Linked DNA regions of Mus musculus: region 2 is linked to region 1. The links are chromatin contacts, called in public HiChIP or PLAC-seq maps. All regions are on one chromosome and are shown on one strand. The core of a region is the stretch at or near the end of the contact, and the rest is flanking DNA. Distances in the headings are between cores, read along the strand shown. Region 1 holds the start of Nipal1 (NIPA-like domain containing 1). Region 2 overlaps Txk (TXK tyrosine kinase).

Region 1 (4,451 bases), core at 1,872-4,371:
TTTGGATATAGACTTAAAGCAGAGGCAATAAGATCGGCTGATTGGTGGATGTGGGGTGTGAATGAAAGGGTGGACTCAAGGATGATGCCGGGTTTGTTTGACTTAAAGCAACTCAAGTCGAGATTGTTTAGTTTGACGGGATGGAAAGGCCATCATAACTGACTGGGGTGGAGGGAGATTTGGGAAGTTAAGCCGCATGTGTGTCTCCTAAGAGTCACTGGACTAAGTGACTACAAGACTCCCACATGTTCTTAGCTGTGCTTTAGTAGTTAGGCTCAACCCGAAAGAAATGGGGAGTGCAGCTCCAAAAGTACCAGGTATTTATCTGGAAATCAACCATTGTGAACTGAGTGTTAACAAAAGCACAACCTATCCAAATCGACGAGATGACGCTATTGTACTATTTGAAGTTAAATCAGGAGTTCGTGGGGGTTCATGACCAAGGGTGTTGGGTTCCCTTGAGCTGAACCCAACCTTGAGTGATGAGCTGTCAGATGTAAGTACTAAGAACTACACTCAGGTCCTCTCCAACACAGCCTTCCCTCAACCCCTCAAATACACACATTAAAGGACAAATGTTTAAAAATCAGTGATCGGAAAGTTCTCACTGAAAAATACAGATCATAGATTAAATTCAAACTATAAGGAAGAAAGTACTCAAAATAACAACAGGAGACAGTGAATTTTAAGTCAGCAAAGAAAAGCAGTTGCTTTCAGGAAGACTTTTCAAATTTATAACCCCTTAAGCAGGCTGACTGGGGGCAGGGCCAATAATAAACTAAAAGCAGTAAGCTAGTGCTATGCCTGACATTCTACAGCTTACCCTCCACCCTGCCTACCAGCCGCTGTCCCCTCTGCCTTGTCCCTACCGCCTGCCAGAGAATGGCAAACTCCCCCCGCCCCCCATAGCATGGCAATGGAGGCTAGAGGCTCCCACAGGAGGCTATCTGCAGACCTGCCCAAGCTACAAGACAGTGTGGCTCTGCCTCCTCCAGCTCTGAGGCAACTCCAGCTTCCATTTTCACAATCATCACTGGGTCTCATGACCTTGCACAAAGCCCAGTGAGTGTGAGTCTACCTTTTAGAGGGTTTCATTTACTGTTGAATTCTAGGTTTTGAGTTATAAAAGGATTTCCCGAAGTCAAGAGTGAGTTCACTGGAGATGTTTAAATGTTATTTTTTTCCTTGAATTAAGTAATACATTCTTGGATAGGGATAACACCTGCCCCCAATTAGTGCACAGGTGACATCCTGTGTGGTAGCCACGTAGCTATTCATCTAGAAATAATGGGTGAGGGGAATTCATGACTGATTTCTGCCTAGGACACACTGGGCTTGGGACAGCAGTGATCTTGAGCAAGTTTTCTTCTTTTTTTTTTCCCCAGAGTGTTTTCTCACATACTTAGAACTGGAATAAATAAGATTTATAACAAAGTACTTCCTGCCAAAACCAGACTGCCATCCCGACGTGCAGGAAAGATGATTCAGAAGATAACAGCGCTGCCTGGGCCTGAGAACCAGAACCCACGTAAAAATGGTATACAACTATAACCCCAGCCTTCCCGCTGATGGGTTTCTGGGGCTTGCTGACTAGCCAGGCTTGGGTTCAGTGACAGGCCCCATCGAGGAAGTAAAGAGTGATAGAGCAGAATACTCAGCGCCCCCTTCTGGCTTCCACAGGCACACCCGCATGTGCACCTGCATACACACGTGTGCATTCGTGTGCAAACAAAGAAAACTCATGAATCTCAAAGGAACATTCTCAAGGCTTTTTTTAAGTGAAGATATAAAGCATAAAGTGGAAAATAACAACAGCTATTATCATTTTGAATGCTTTTAATATAAATTAAACAATTTTTTATAAAGTGCTTAGGGTTAGGGTTTGCCACATTGTAACTGATGTTTGTTAAATAGTAAGAAGTACCTGGGATCAGATTTATTATCATTGCCAGTCTATGGTGAAGACAAAACGTGAAATCTGATGTCCAAAGAAAGCATCTAAGTAGATGTCTACTTCACAAGGCTTCCAATTCAAAACTGGCTTAAACCGTCTTTGCCACTTCCACCTGATCCTGCCCCTCCCCCATTCTTTTTCCACAGGTCATGCCCATAGACAAAAAGTATGCATCTTAAACTACTGACTAATTTGGTTTTAAGTTTTGTCTCATAAACCTGAAAACAAGAAAAGCAAGATGGATCTCTGCAGTGAAACTCTTAGGCAATAAAGTTAATTCTAGCTGTTCGTGAATACCTAGAGCCTATGGGGGTACAGCAGTCAAGCGCAAAGGCACCCCAGAAAAACACACAATCTCGGCTCTTCCGGCTGAGGGCTTCAGCAGTAAGTGTGACCACTTCATGAGGCATAATAAATACCTCGTGACTAAGTTACTTCACCGCTTTCTCTACCTTATCCTTATCCCTCACCTGCAAACTGTAGTTAATAAATTGTGCTGTAAATTGTAATGAGTTGACTCATGCATGTTATGTAGTGTACTGCTGGAATATCATGAACTTCAGCGTGGGAACAGGTCTTCTCAGTTTGGGCATTGCTGATCCCTGAAAAGCTTATTTCATATACGACTGGGCGTGGGGATAAGGCAGCTGGGTGGGTGGAGAGGGAAATGCCTGATTGTTGAAAACAGGTAAGCACGGGTATTGTAAGACAAGGAGGACAACGGCGTGCACGAGAGAGCAGAAGCACCAAGCCTGTTCGAAAAAAATCCCAGAATAAACTTTAGCATGGACTCAGCACAGAACTCCAGCAGACAGCGCCTTGTGCCACAAAAGCCAGTGATGAGAAAGACCCACTGACGTTGGCCAGCACTTCGTCTGCTCCAGGACAACCAGAAGGGGGCCTCGGGACAGCCTCTCCATCACTAAATTCCCCGAGTGACTTCGGCAGCATCCACGCTGTAACCTCATCTCCTCCTGGCAGGTGTTTCTGGACTAAGCACCTGTGCAGCTCCCGGGTCCACCCTGCAGACACCGGTGACTGAAGGAACTTCTGCGGCGATGAGCGAGCGGTGGGCGGAAAATGAGCCTCAAACCACCCCATGCCCCACCCAGTCACTCTCATTGGCTGAGCCTGCCACGGGGGCGGAGGCAGCGCACACCCTTCGCTGACTCCACCGATCCGCCGGAACGAAAGCGGGTCCCGGGACACTGGTGTGTGAGAAACTATTGCTAGCACAGAGGAAGCCCGGTCCCCAGGCCATGGGGGTACAGCTGAGGCTGCCACCCGGAGAGCCCTGCCATGAAGGTGAGTGTCAGTCCCAGCGGTGGGACAGTTGGGTCACTTGGGTAGCTGGGAGCCCAGATGCGAGGTCTCAAAACTAGACTCAGAAAAATGTGCGGATTCTTAACGCGCCGTCTTCTAATCATTTAGTATTCCAGTCGTCCAGTCGGCTGTCCCACCAACGGGACAGTAAATACTTAGCTGAGCCCACTGCACTCCAGACTCTGTGGGGAAGCCCAAGTCGGAGCAGGACAGAAGTGACGCCCACTTAGTCCCCCGGCTGGCTCAATGTTGATTACGTCCTACTGAGTGTGTGGCAGGGAAATTCAGGATGCTTGCTGAGGGCAGATTCCAGGGTTTGATCCAGGAGGAGGTTTCCTGGCTCAGCCTCAACTCCGGAGTACATGGCAGAGGGCGTGCCGGGGATCCCGTGGGCTTCCCACAGTGCTCCCTGAACACACTGTGCCTGAGTCCCACGGAGAGATCGCTCAGGTATGACTTACTGGGCAATCCTTTGAGTAGGGTGACTACTCCAACAGGGAACTGGGAGTGCCCTTTTGTTAGTTCTTCCTCAGGGCTAGACTGGGATTTCCAGCCCACACCTTGCCTGGTAAAACCCCTGGGCCCCACCCCTTGACCTTTGCCAGATGTTCCTCACTTCCACTGGCTTCTTGCAGTCTCTACACAGAAGGTCAGAGAAAACTGAATGGAAGTAAGGGGAAAGGTGGGGCAACCTTGGGAAATGTGCATTGCAAACGAAATTATCGGTTTTTTTTTTAATCCCCACTGGTGTCAGGTCATTTCTAACCTACTTGCTAACGACTCAAAGAAGCTGTCTGGTAAGACCTGTGCCTTACAGTGAGTGCTTCCCAGCCTAATGCTACGACCATGTAACTACAGCTCCTCGTGTTGTAGAGATTCGTGTCCTTGCTTCTTGGCCTTTCCAGCTTATAACTTAACGAGGGAATAGAAAGAAAAGGGGGGAGAGACAGAAGAAGAGAGAGGACTCATCAAATCCCAGCTAGTAAGAAAGGGGAAAGGTGTGTAAAAGAAAATGTGCAACAATTCACAAACTATCCCCACATTGAGACCGGTATCCCTAAGGCAGCTGCATCTAGGGTTGTTTCCTAGACAGTCATGCGCTTAGTGGCAGTTGGTCCCTTTTCTAAATAATTCTGGAGCTGCCAAGTCAGATCGTCACTAATGCACCCTGCCC
Region 2 (4,430 bases), core at 659-3,158, 83 kb after region 1:
GATACATCCCCAGAGCACCACAAATGGGATTGAACATGTAAACGGAATTCAGATGCTAAAGTAACTAGGACATGCTGGCTACCGGCAAAACGAGGTAGGGTGGGGCAAACTATAAAGGACTTGCCCATGGTCTCCACTGTTCACAGATATAACCATAATCACTAGACTGTATTGAATGTTACTATGTACCACATGATGTAGGTGTCCCCACTTATTAGAGCATTCAGAGATAGTACGAAATGTTGCCCAGAAACAAAGCATTCTAATGATGACACTATAGTTTGTACTCGGTTGCTCTTGCACCCAGTAACTCCACCTACAGAGATTCTTTTGTGTAGTCATCATAAAAGAATAAGTGATCGATAAGTTCTAGTGATTAATTACGATAACTATTATACTCCTATGTCAATGCACCTGTTTTAAAAAGAAATAAAATTTAGTGAACCTTCCTAAAATTTGAATCAGTAAAAAGCATGGTTTTAAAATTCATGTAAACCGGAACCCAGAGAAACGAAATGGAGATTCTAACCGTAGAGGTGTTCATTTGGTATCTACAGTATAAGCCAGTCTAAAATCAGAGGCACAGCTTAGTCTAAACAGAGGAAGCAAAGAGCAAATGAGACATGGCAGAAAGAAACAAAAGTGGCTTCGCTGGCAGTGAGTGTCCATTTGGTCACAACGAAAATTCCAGACTTGAACAACAATTGAAAAAATGGCCTATTTTTCTAATTGTTCTGGGTTGGTTTTCATACACAGTCTCCTTTCAACTAGGCTTGTGGTGTTGGCCAGCTTCAGCACAGGAGAGCACTGAGATCTCATGGGGCAGGCTTGAGTGACCACAAATCACCACCACACTGTTTTCTAAGAGAGGTGGCTCAGTCCCCCAAAGGGGTGGAGAGTGGAGACTGGAATCTTAAGCTAAAGGGTCAGGTCAACAGAAAGGACATTTGAGACAGGAAAGAGTGAAGACACTTGGTGATGAAGCTGAAAAGCTTGGTTCGAGGGAGGAAGAGCAAGCCACCAGAGCAGTCTGGGAAAACCTATCAGATGTGCCTCGTGCCCTGGAACCGTCTTTATCTATGCTCAAAGATGACCCTGCATATTCACCTAAACTTTTGGAATGGGAGCTATTTTAGGGAAAGCTGTACTGAATCTAAACTAAATGAGTAGCGAGGCCAAGGAAGTATCTTCCTCTACATTTCTTCTCTCAAGAAATACTTGACACCACTACTCTTATCACAAACTAATGCCTGTTAGCTGCATATGCTAGTTATAAGATGAACTGAGACGGAAGGAAGGACCATCTAGAAACTGCCCCACCTGGGGATCCATCCCATAAACAGCCACCAAACCCAGACACTACTGCATATTCCAGCAAGATTTTGCTGACAGGACCCTGATATAGCTATCTCTTGTGAGGTTATGCCAATGCCTGGCAAATACAGAAGTGGATGCTCACAGTCATCTATTGGATGGAACACAGGGTCCCCAATGGAGGAGCTAGAGAAAGTACCCAAGGAGCTGAAGGGGACTGCAACCCTATAGATGGAACAACAATATGAACTAACCAGTACCCCCAGAGCTCGTGTCTCTAGCTGCATATGTAGCAGAAGATGGCCTAGTTGGCCATCATTGTGAGGAGAGGCCCTTGGTCTTGCGAAGATTATATGCCCCAGTACAAGGGAATGCCAGGGCCAGGAAGCAGGAGTGGGTGGGTTGGGGAGGAGGGTGGGGGGAAGGTATAGGGGACTTTCAGGATAGCATTTGAAATGTAAATGGAGAAAATATCTAATAAAACATAACAAAACAAACAAACAAACAAAAACAAGATGAGCACCCAAAGGGAGGAGGGAGCATGAAGCCAAACTGAGAATCTAACTTTATAAAAACACAGGAAGAGCTCTGTCACGTTGTAGCTGTGATTTAATCTATCAACCTTACATTTTCACCAGAAGAGTGAGATCTACAAAGTCACTGCTCAGACCTCTCTACTCTAAAGTTATAATTGTTATCTAAAAGAGAGGAAGGTTTTTAAAGCATACATTTACTAAGCATACTTAAGGTTCTTTCAAACGATATCATTAGTCTATCTCTTCTCCTCAGTTACTTCTAAAACATAACAAAACAAGAGCCAACATCTGAGAACCAGGTAGTGCAGACTGTCAGATTTACCTTCTGTCATTTTGAAAAATAAACGCTCTGTCTAGGACACACAGTATGACACATGTATCAGTGTACCTAAGGCATGGCCATGCCAAACACAACAAATACGAGCTTAAGAAGGATTTTCAGAAGCAACTGTGGTAATAATCAGAGGTCTCTTCATTGCTAAGACTATCAAATGTGTTACTTTCTTTTTCTTTTACAAACTTGAAAACTGTCTATACTTCAAAGTTCTCAGTAGCTCTCTGATTTTCCAACGTTAATCACAGTGCGGTCTTGTTAAGGGAACTTACTCATAGATTTCTAAGTTGGCGAGTCTGTTTTCTGTCACATAGTTGCTTGGGATTAAGCCTTCATTCCTACAACATAACACAAAACAAAAGACTCAAGATGGAAAACCGGTTGGTAACATTACTGAGACAACAGTTATGCAGTCAACCCCATCCCTACCCTGGGAAGAAGTAGGGAGGAATCAAAGAAAAAAAAAGCATCTTACTTGTTACACTGTTAAAAAGATAAAAATGTTTCTACCTTCCAACTCTACAGAAACCTCTCTACAGTAGATAGCAAGATCCTGACTTACAAATAAACTATTTTAAGAGATTAGATAACCCCATTTTCTTTTCTTTTGTTGAAATAAATGAATCCTGTAGCCCAGGCTGACCTTAAATTCCCAGCCACCTCAAGAGTACTAGGGTTTCAGGCAGCTGCCACCGAGCCCAGTTCCAATATGCCAAGATGCATTTTAAAGGAAAAGTGGGTGTGGTTCTGAGTTTAGACTCAACATGGATTGTTCCATTTCAGAGTTCAGACTCAGCATGCTCTGTTCCCTGGGAAGGGCGTTGTAGGTCGAGGATGTGTAATTGGGCATCACTCCAGGTTGGGATGCCTCAGACTTAAAAACAAGCAATTAGCTTTTTTTTTTTTTTTTTTTTTTGCAGTTAAACGTATAGGGTTTATAAAAAACACTGCCAAATTCTTCATTGTCTCCTTTGGGTTCAAAAAGTACACCATTCCCCAACCCCCAAAGAACAGGAAAGGCTAACTGACTCATCTAAAATTGAATCTAAGCTCAGTTCAACATGGACTACGGGAGGATTTCTGGAGGTGACATAAAAGTCAGCATTCTTTAGGAACTTAAGAAACCGGTCCCCACCTGTCCAAAGGAATCATGTTCCTTACCTCTGGCAGAGGGGACAAATGGCTACCTGTGGCTGCCTAGCAAAACCTAAGTCAGCCTCCAGGCTCCCTCAGTATCACAGGTACCTGTTACACATTTCAAGATCTGTGCTAACCCCCTTCCTCCTCGTCCCCCTCCAATGTCCCTCCTCCCAGATAGATACCTGCTTGTTCTCTTTATAATGCCAAGATTTCCTCTACCTCTGCTATTCTCACTGCTCTATGTATGTATGTATGTATGTATGTATGTATCTACATATGTATGTATGTATCTCTATCTATCTATCTACCTATCTATCTATCTATCTATCTATCTATCTATCTACCTATCTTCCATTCTCTGTCTTGCTGTCTCACTACCTCCACCTCTTCTCTTCCACTTCCCTAGCCCTGGCCATCCCCAGTTTGCTGGGCATGCTCAGTCTGCTTCCTTTTCTCTCCACTGTCTCTCCTATCTACAATAAACACCTAGCTGTATTGTGGAGCAGTCACACTGGCAGGTTCCTCACTGAGCCTCCTCATATGCAGTCACTACTTCCAAACTGTCTCCTCCCTGCATACAACACCACTGTCCACTTAGTGGTCATTGTCCGTGAGACTATGCTCACATGCTGAAATATGTGGAGTTGTTTTTATTAGATTTAATTTACATACCAGTTATTACAATTCAAGCCTTGTTCTGCAACTGGCTTTCAGTTTGTCAAGAGTACATCTTGGTGGTCTTCTGCTCATTTCAAATGGAGGTAGAAGAATAAGAAAAAGAGAAGCCCTGCCCTCCCTGCTGACAAGTATCTGCAGCTTCCATAGCCAGGAAAGGATGACCAATGCAGGGAATTTCCCTGTTGAGCCCGACATTATAGGAATAGCCTTACTTGAGTCCAAGGTTGAGGCCATGCTCAAGGTTGCTTGTAATTGAGGAGGGGCCAAACTATATATATATATGAGTGTGTGTGTAATTAAAAATAATGGACCCAATACCTTGGCACTTTCTACTTTTGGCTTAGTCATGTGCTATCAGCTGACTATTGTAAGTCATCCTTGATAGATCTCCACCTTAGATGCTGAAGCAGAATCTCTCAATGATCTCT

What was found. HiChIP or PLAC-seq counts read pairs in DNA pulled down with a chosen protein or histone mark.
Region 2: a BATF HiChIP or PLAC-seq map of CD8 T cells shows a contact between it and region 1, with 7 read pairs. The contact joins the enhancer-like site here to the promoter of Nipal1 in region 1. A contact is called at or near these places in 2 of 15 datasets of contacts at CTCF or cohesin (CD8 T cells and the NIH/3T3 cell line), 2 of 484 Hi-C or Micro-C datasets (effector CD8 T cells and natural killer cells), 6 of 115 datasets of contacts at active chromatin or transcription factors (CD8 T cells, double positive thymocytes, pancreatic cancer cells and 2 more) and 3 of 9 other capture datasets (adipose tissue, liver and pancreatic islet).

The regions. Positions count from the first base shown.
Region 1 is chr5:72,644,675-72,649,125 of GRCm38.p6, forward strand. Nipal1 (NIPA-like domain containing 1) reads left to right here and starts at 3,122. Exons shown (of 6, transcript NM_001081205.1): 1 at 3,122-3,259. The coding sequence starts at 3,214.
Region 2 is chr5:72,729,308-72,733,737 of GRCm38.p6, forward strand. Txk (TXK tyrosine kinase) reads right to left here. Exons shown (of 15, transcript NM_001122754.2): 5 at 2,457-2,522. Among named protein-coding and RNA genes, the nearest start is that of Txk, 21 kb to the right of the region's middle. Within about 2 kb of position 1,909, at least 12 of the 459 cell types and tissues checked have an H3K27ac peak or open chromatin away from gene starts, as enhancers often do. A contact at or near this core is called in CD8 T cells and effector CD8 T cells, where this site is marked.